2 separate regions of the Mus musculus genome follow, and region 2 is linked to region 1. Evidence: chromatin contacts called from public Hi-C data. All regions are on one chromosome and are shown on one strand. The core of a region is the stretch at or near the end of the contact, and the rest is flanking DNA. Distances in the headings are between cores, read along the strand shown. Region 1 overlaps Pum1 (pumilio RNA-binding family member 1). Region 2 overlaps Gm35634 (a long non-coding RNA gene).

The links. A called contact is a pair of places that touch in the nucleus more often than the background predicts.
Region 2: a Hi-C map of cerebral cortex shows a contact between it and region 1, with 3 times the contacts expected there. The contact joins two enhancer-like sites. A contact is called at or near these places in 2 of 39 promoter capture datasets (hippocampal neurons and pre-B cells), 2 of 484 Hi-C or Micro-C datasets (cerebral cortex and palatal mesenchyme) and 1 of 115 datasets of contacts at active chromatin or transcription factors (forebrain).

What each region holds. Positions count from the first base shown.
Region 1 is chr4:130,776,554-130,781,079 of GRCm38.p6, reverse strand. It overlaps Pum1 (pumilio RNA-binding family member 1), which reads right to left. Exons shown (of 22, transcript NM_030722.3): 22 at 1-1,308. The coding sequence ends at 1,177. Among named protein-coding and RNA genes, the nearest start is that of Gm23711, 3.1 kb to the right of the region's middle. Within about 2 kb of position 1,864, at least 22 of the 459 cell types and tissues checked have an H3K27ac peak or open chromatin away from gene starts, as enhancers often do. A contact at or near this core is called in cerebral cortex, where this site is marked.
Region 2 is chr4:131,427,525-131,432,050 of GRCm38.p6, reverse strand. It overlaps Gm35634 (a long non-coding RNA gene), which reads right to left. Exons shown (of 4, transcript XR_390798.2): 4 at 3,748-3,942. Among named protein-coding and RNA genes, the nearest start is that of Gm35634, 21 kb to the right of the region's middle. Within about 2 kb of position 2,395, at least 19 of the 459 cell types and tissues checked have an H3K27ac peak or open chromatin away from gene starts, as enhancers often do. A contact at or near this core is called in cerebral cortex, where this site is marked.

The DNA.
Region 1 (4,526 bases), core at 615-3,114:
ACTAGCTGACAAATAAACCAAGCTATTTTTTTTTCCTTTTTAAACATTAACTAGGCTGTATAAAGAACATTTATTCCTTCAAAAGAAAAAAATTTACTTCTGGTTGAAATTACAATTTACAATATACAACACTATCTGCTACGACCATAAAAGGTGGGATATACAGAGTGCACGGGCTGGCTGATTCTCTTCTTACCAAAAACGTGTTCGTGTTGATCAAACTCCTCCACATTTACATTACAGGTATACAAATGTACAATTGTACAATCAAAAGTATGTCCGACTACTAGGGTACATTATAGATACAGATTAGACATCAAAACAGGAAAATACTACAAATCCGTATATATGCAAAGTCTACACAAGTATACACTATGTATCTATAGAAGCCAGACCAGGGCCGAGCTGGGTATTCTCTCATGCTAAACAGTCAGATCCTGCTTCCCAGTGTTCACACAGGCAACCACAGGCAGCAAGTGGCCATGCCCACTGGCCTTGGGCCTCTGGGGTCCCCGCTCCTCCTGGATCTGCAGCTACCACCTCCCTCAGCACGAGGTCATCTCCAAAAAAAGAGCGTCATAAACTCCATATCACAGGCTGATGCTCTAGCAACTCTGAAACGTTCCCATTTCATATATGTATATATGTATATATATATATATTTTATAAACAGTGTTAAATGCCAGTTTGAGATCATTTAACTAAAATTCAAATTTCTCAGGTTTTTTTTTTTTAATAATAAAATGAGGAGGTGGGGAAGAGCTATTTGCAAAACTTGCCACAAGGCAAATGAGTTAAAAACCTTTTTTTGTCTTTTTTTTTAACTTTTTTTGTTAAACCAACCACCCTGAAAGTGTCCACATGTGGAATATAGATACAACATTGAACAAAGCATGTGGCCTCCCATGTACACTGATTACCTATGTACAAGTTCCTATACACCAGTAAACAGCAGGGCAATTAGTCAATTAAAAAAAATAATTAGTACATGTTATGTGTAATAAAATGAAATTTACAAAGGCCTTTCCACAAGTGGATCTGATTCTGTTTTTTGGAGGAGGGAGCAATCCCGGAGCAACCGTTGCCCACTTCCGACGCTGAGCTGGGCACCTCTGGTTGCTGGTTGGATCTGCCAGGGTCAGTGAGGTCAGCGGGACAGGGACGTGGGTGCACTGTTCAGATGATACCATTAGGGGGACCACAAATGGGCCCCAAGTCCACGCCATTCTTCATGTAGTACTTCTCGAGCTTGGCCAGGATGTGCTTGCCATAGGTGTACTTTCGAAGCGTCGCAATGTGTGGCCGGATCTGGAGAGGACAGTGTGGGTATTACTCTTGGCTGGAGAGGCACCTCCAGACCCTTCCCAGACAGACCCAGACACAGAATATACAGTGTACATATATAGTGCTTCATCCCGAAAGGTACTCCTGTCCTCTTATTGCTAGCAAGCCACGAGGTAAAGACGGGAGCTCTTGCCCTAAGCACTGACAAAGGACAGAGAACCATGACAGAATAGCCTATGCCAGCCAGCTGCACGTAGAAAACCAGGTTGTCCTGACAGTTGGGGCTTCCTTTGGGGAACCAGATGTCTGAACTCACCACCAGATCCCTGCCTCGCCAGGGCACAGGATTTCTTCCAGTTAACAGTGACCAATTGCACTGGCTAGTTTTTACATCAACTTTACAAGTTAGACTCATTATGGTAGAGGAAACCTCAATTGAGAAAATGCCCCCACCTAATTGGGCTGTGTGTGGACAAGCCTGTGACGCATTTTCTTGTTTGATGATTGATGTGAGTGGTACCACCATGTGCGGGTGGTTCTGGGTGCTCTAAGAAAGCAGGCTGAGCAAACTACTGGGACCAAGCCAAGAAGCAGCAGTCCCCGTGACTTCTGAATCAGCCAGTGCCAGAGCTTCCTGCCCTGCCTGCCTTGGATGATGGAAAAACTGTAAGATGAAACAAATCCCTTCCTGCTCAGCTGCTTTTGGTGTTGTTCACAACAGCAACAGAAACCCTAAGACATAACTTGGTACCAGGTCAGTAGTGCTGGGAGTGCTAAGGAGGATTGTGGTAGCACCTGAAGTTTGGGCTGGAAAAGCCACCGTATGCTCAGAGCTTAGTGGGCTTCTGTGGGAGCTTTAAGATAATGTTGCTAGCAGTACAGACAAAAAAGCACTATTTGTTAAGCGTCTGAGGGAAGCAAGGGCTCTACTGGGGCCATTTAAGTGATATTTGTATTAACCGCTGAAGTGAAACCTTTGCTTTGCTGGTACAATTGATACTGGTCAGCTGGGGCTGTGATTAAGAAAAGATCAGCAGCGGGGCGGTGGTGGCGCACGCCTTTAATCCCAGCACTTGGGAGGCAGAGGCAGGTGGATCTCTGAGTTCGAGGCCAGCCTGGTCTACAGAGTGAGTTCCAGGACAGCCAGGGCTACACAGAGAAACCCTGTCTTGAAAAACCAAAACAAACAAAAAACAAAAAACAAAAAAAAAGAAGAAGAGACCGGCATCAGTGAAGCAAATCTTCCGAGAGCATTTCCTCAGGGTCAGTACACAGACGCTGTAGCCCAGGAGTCAAGGGGCTCGTCATGCTGCAACAAACCTTGGTAACGTGTAAGACACTCTTGCCTGTTAAGAGGTCATGGAACGACTCTGAACCTTGGCACTGTGAGAGGATAGGAGGGGCCGCTGATGGGGTGCAGCCTCAGTGGGTAGAAGGCCTAAGATGCAATGAAGCATGAGAGAAGTTGAAGCTTGGTAATAACATGGCAGGGTCAGAATCCCTGAAGAATACTCCGGAGAGGTTACTGGTAAAGGTGGAGACCAATACAGTCCTTAATGCTGCTTCAAGGATATTGAAGAATATTTACACTAGACTAGGAGGACAAGGGAGTAGGCTCAGATAAGAATATTTACACTGGACTAGCACAAGGCCCAAGATGAATACAGTTGAGGAATATATTGTATTCCTTTTATCTTGGTCATCCTGATAAACCCCTAGACACAGTGACTATGGGACTTTCTGTATTGCTTGTTTGTTCCTTGACGACTTCATCCTCGACCTAGAACTGATCCTACTCTTCGCATATACCTAGAATGGTATAAATGCAGACTGACAACAAGTAAACCCGCCTCAGCACTGGCTGGAGTCATGTTACAATGGTGTCTAAGCGTCCTTTCTTTCTTTAATTCTCCCTCCCTCCCTCCCTCTCTCCCCGTTGACTGCTGGCTAAGCTGGCTTGGCCCCAGCTATGCAGTGCAGCCAGCCGAAGACTAGGAGATAACTAAGCGGGCTGTGGGGGACTGTGGGGGGCTTGTCCAAGCCCTCGGGGGGGGACCCAAAAGACCCCGGTGAATCCAGAACTCTCACTGCTGGGCTTTGGTTTTGCTTTGAGTCACTGTGCCCTACTCTGCCTTCTTGGACTAAGAAAGGATTTAACTTAGTTTGCTCTTACAGGAGCCAGCTGAGAGACTTTCAGAGTTTTAGGGACTATGGATATTTTAGAGGCTTGAACTTTTAAAGAGACTGGATATTTTAAAGAAACTGAACTTTTAAAGTATTTGTAAAGACTACAGGGCTTTAAACATTGAAATGTTTTATATTATGAGGTTAATATTAATAAGAGATCTTGGAGATGAACAGGGTTAAATTAAGCTGACAAGGGGCTGACTGCTGGCTAGTTTTTAATGTCAACATGATACAAGCTAGTTACTTTAGAAGGAACCTTGGTTGAGAAAATGCCCCCACCTGATTGGCCTGTGGGCGGGACACCCCTGGCTGCTATAAACAATCAGATTGAACAAGGCAAGCCAGCAAGCAGCACTCCTCCTGCCTCCAGGTTCCTGCTGTTCAATTCCCTCAACAATGGAGTAGGCTAAGTGTCTGTTTTAAAGATGAGGTAGCCCCTTTCCTTCCCAAGCTGCTTGTGGTCATTGTGCTTGATCACAGCAATAAATAAATAAATAGAAAAGGAAAGAGACAAGTGAAGAGGGCAGACACTGTGCCAATGCAGCTCAAGGACAGAGCGGATCTGACTGTCTGTCTTTCCAAAGACAAACTAGGGATAAGGAAGCGCAAAGGCATCACAACCCAGAAACCCATTCTTCCAACCTCACGGTAGTCACCACTCCCCAGCCCTAACCCCCATGCCTTACTCCTCCATCCGGGCATTCATGTGCACCCAGGTGAGAGAGGACCTCACTTGGAGCGCAGAGACAGCTACAGTGCTGACTTCCTTCTGCTCAGATATTAATCTTTCCACTCAGGAAACAGAAGATGGGGTAAGGGGTGTTTTAACTGTTCCCAACCCCAAATCATAAAAATCTCAAGGAGTACCATGCCAAAGGAGAGGGGTGAAGCCTACAAGGTCAGCAGTTAGTCTGCTCAACTGCAAGCTCAGAGCAAGGAAAGGGCCAAGGAGCTCTAGAAATTGCTATGAACCCACAAAGACTACAGGCTAGAAAATAGTACACCTCTATCTGGGTATCTACAGGGACAGTGGATGGCAACAAATTGTTCTATGT
Region 2 (4,526 bases), core at 1,146-3,645, 650 kb before region 1:
ACTTCACCCAGCACCTTCCCAGAGACCTCTGCCGTGGAACAGATCTTAGGAAATCAGAGTAGAGTCCCTGCCTCCTGATGGCTCATATGTGACACCACAGTGAGAGTCCCTGGTGTCTCCCAGAATGGGCAGTGCTGGGGGAGTGGGGGTGGCAGTTGACCAATGCTGACTGAAGAAGCCGAATCCCTAGTGACTTGGAGCAGAGCCTATGTTTTCTGTAGAGACTAGATACTAAATATATTAGGGCTGATTTGGGGCTTGAGGGACTCAAAAATGGGTCTAGAAAATGAATCAGGTGTGGTCAGAGGCGGGAAAAAAGCCCCACATCTCTGCCTTTAAAAAAAAATGACATAATCTAAAATGTAGTCCAGAAAAACTGAAGCCTGAACAGCATACAGTATTGATGCATCATGGAAGACTTGTCATGAACTTCTTTCAATCACTAAGAGAAAGGGGAAAGAGTTTCTAGCTCACGACCCATTCCAGAAGCAGCCACAGGCTACCAGTGAACAGCTAGCCATTGTTTGCAGACCATGGTTTGTTGTTGCTTGGTGGCTCTCAATCCCACCCCAGCCTTCCCTCGATGAGCCATGAAGCAATGCCCAACTCTGTCAGTAGAGGGCACTGAAGGGACACTGCGGAAGAAACAGTTTTGCATTTCTCGCTACTGTATCTCTCTCATTTGAGGAATCTGACCACAGTGGTGCACAGAGACTGCACAGCTCTTGGTAACCTCGTGGTCCATTCAGGGACAGGTGACCATGTGCCTGCACTGTGATGAGTCTGATACTTCCAGCTACAGTTGATGGAACATACCTCCCTCTTGCCTGCCTCTGGGGAGATGTCTTCTACCTGGGGTACTTGCCAAGCAGTTCCAGCCGGACCAGATAGCCTCTTTGCCACTGTAGGCTGAGCCTAGCTTTGGAGCAGGCCACTGTCAAGCTATCTTCCTCGCTAGCATGTCATATCCTCTAGTCACATCGCCAAGTAGGGTGTCTTTTCATTAAACTCTGTGACTCAGATTCTAAAAAAAAAAAAAAAAAAAAAAAAAAGACCCAGGCAGTCTGGGAACAATGGGGTCTTCATAACCAATGATCAGGATGGGCTCTGTCTGCCACATGGTCGTGGTTTCTGAGAACTCAGTTTGTTTGGCTGTGAAATGGGAGCATTGCCTCCTCTCCTATGGGCACCTGAGACCCTAAAGTGAGTTGGGGCTAGTCCAGTAGGGAGTATGGGTTGAGGAGCCAGGCCTGATGTCTGTATGCTGGACATTCAACTGCATTGTCCTGTTTCTAAAGGGTTACATGTATCAGTATGTAAATATCTATCAAGTTGTAGGGCCTGGGAGGAGTGTGGTTCAAACCATTACCTTACCCCCTACTTCCTTCTTCCCTTGGGAGGTCTCAAACCTCAGGCCCTTCAGCCTCTGGTTTCTTTCTTCAAATCTCTGGGGACCCCACAGGCTCTGGCAGCTGAGATGCTCTCTTGGCGGTGTCCAGGTACTCCCTCTGTCACCTCATCTGTGTGGTTACTATAGCAGCCTTCACAGCCTGGGCAGGGCTGAAGAACATAGGCAGGAACATAATGAGGCCACATAGTCTGATCTGTCTTCTGTTGTGACAGGTACAGTCCCCACAAAAAGGCTGCAGGTCATGAGCTCAGGTCCTTGGCATAGGGATGCTAGCTTCCACCAGGCTGCCTGAGACCCAAGCTTGGGGCCTTTGGGACTTCCTTTCAATTAACATCATTGGAGATCCTAGGCTAGCTAGGGATGCCCAGTGGTCCACACAGCCTGCCACATGGAGTCCTAGAGGCATGACCCTGCAGGACAGAGGTGGAGAGAGAGAGCCACTGTCCCTTGGGTCCTACAAGTGGAACTGGAACACTGCTGGTGGTCCCTGAGTCCAAGACTTGCATCTCTGCTCCCCTCCTATGAGATTAGAGAGCCCCCTGCAGCTCCCAGGACCCCAGTCTGGGCCCAGATGAGCCTAGGCCAGACAGGGTATTCCCAAAAAGCTGCTGAAATCGACAGAAGAGATGGCTTATCCTTTCTCCATGGCCAGATCTATAAGCTCTGTACTCTGGCCTTTTTCACAGCAGCAACTGACTCCAGGACCCCATCACAGGAGTTGCTGAGGCAGAACTGCGGTTTGGGGGGGGGGGCATGGAGATATCCTAGAGGATCCCATGGGGAACCTGTTCCCAATATCCCAGCCACCTCCCCTGCCTGCCCCTGGGAAACCAACTTCCTTTACACAGAGCAGACCCTGACTTGCGGAGCAACCCTCCTCCGAGCCTTGGAGATGCAGAGGGTCAGACTGTGGTCATGGGAAGCCCCATGGAGAAGCAGGCTCTTTCTTGGGAAGAACAGACAGACAAGGAAGGAGGGGGTTGCTGCTCTCCACTCCTGCTGCTTCTTGTCTGAGCAAAATGCACCGGGAAATTTCCACCCGCATCCAGACTGTGCCCGCCTTCCTTACCGTAATTAATATCCCAGGGAAAAGATACGCTCAGCTGGGCGCCCATCTGCCAAGGCCTCGGCCTTGTGGGCTCTGTCCCTGGGGATTCAGGCTCCATTTCACCACTCTGAGGAGTGGGCGCAGGCATCCCTGGGGATGGGTTAACCTCACTTAGCTCAGCAGACAGCAGTGCTGAGGAGCCCCACGGGCAGAAGTAGTGACGACGTGCAGGGAAGGGAAGCCTGGGGTGGTGCAGCCCTGTCATCGGAGGGTGTGCATGGGGGAAGGGAGGCGTTATGAGGGGACGAAATAGATGCCTGTGCCGAGGTCTTCCTGAGGGAAGATCCAGCCAGGCTCTCAGGGCAACCAGGGTCGGGTGGAGATGGAGAACGAGAGGGGTTTCTGAGATGGCTGAGTCACCCCTTCAAGGGAGAAACTTGGTGGCTATTCCTTTTGGGAATACCCTGCCTGGCCTGAGCTCATCTGGGCCCAGACTGGGGTCCTGAGAGCTGCAGGGGGCTCTCTAATCTCATAGGAGGGGAGCATAGATACAAGTCTGGGACTCAGGGTCCAGCAACAGTGTGCCCGTTCCACTTGTAGGACCCAAGGGGCAGTGTCTCTCTCTCCACCTCTGTCCTGCAGGGTCCTGCCTCTAGGTGAAGTCAGGGGAGGAAGGAAACATGATGGAATCCAGAAACACAGCCTAACATGGCCCAAGACCATCATCCTAGCCTACTCCTCAGATGCTGAGACAGAAGGGGGTCTGGGACCTCCCTTTTCCAAGCTGTCTGTGCCTCCCATACTGGGCACGCCAGAATCCCAGCTTAGTTCTTAGAGTCAGACATTCCTTGATGGAATTTCGAATCTCAGCCCCTGAGCATCTTGCTTGTGCTTCCTCGAGTGACGGCCACAGGTACCTTGAGAATCTGACAGGGACGGGGGTGGGGGATAAAGAAGACACATGCCTGGAGCTTCTGTCGCTACACAGCCCCCTCCTCACTGTCCTGTGAATAGTAATCAGGGATCTTTCAAACACAGGAGGTCAGCACCATCCTGGGCTACCTGTCTTGTTGGATGGCTTTGGCAACTGAGGCCGAGCCTATACTGACCTCTTTTGACTGCCCACACTTGTACTCTGGTCCCTCATCGATGAGGAGCTAGCTGACAAGGTAAAGAGAGAACTCCAAGCCAGGATAAGCCTGACCAAGCATAGTTTGACCCTTGGCCAAGTGTCATGAATTTCCTCGGGGCAGAGTCATTTCATAGTAATGCAACAGGCCACTGGCTTCCCTGGACCCCCTTTATTCATCAAGGCGGGGGAGAAGAGTCCTGTCTGATGCTCTCCTGGAGGGGGAGCAGGTCAAGGAGATGGTGGGTGGACAGGAGATAGCCTTGAGAAAGGATGCACTGTCATAAATCCAGACAGGAAGAAATGATACTTTCTGAGACCGCAGCTGCAGGGTACATCCAATCACAGCACAGTCTACGGGGAACGAGCACAGGGTACATCCAATCACAGCTTAGTCTGGGAAGAAATAGCCTAAGTTACATCCAATCATAGCATAGTCTATGGGGAACTAGCATAGGGTACATCCAATCACAGCCCACTCTGGGAGGAACTAGCACAAAAAAAATAAGTCATAGATTAAGTAGATGTAAGGATAGGTGCCTCCATCCTCAGAAACATGCACGGGAAGATCCACGCCCGAGGTCCGTCCTCTCTGGAGTCCACCGTTTCTGCTCCTTGCTTCTTATTGCCCATCCCTGAAGTGGTTGCTCTGCACCACGCAGGGCTGACCTAGACAGGCTACTGCCATCCTAGAGGGTGCCTTTGTACTACTGAGTGGGTTGACAGCCACCTAGAATGAGTCTCTACCATCCCCTAGCCCCTCCCTGACACCATGAAGAAGCCAACCTAACTGGCCCCAGGGCAGGGCATCCCTATTCTTTCTGTGGCCCAGCTTCTTGTCTCTCATCCTGGCAACCGCACCTCCATCCTTGCCTGCCTTGCCGGTGGGTTCTATATTAGGACACAGACTCATCTCAACGTTTCCCACACCACAGCTC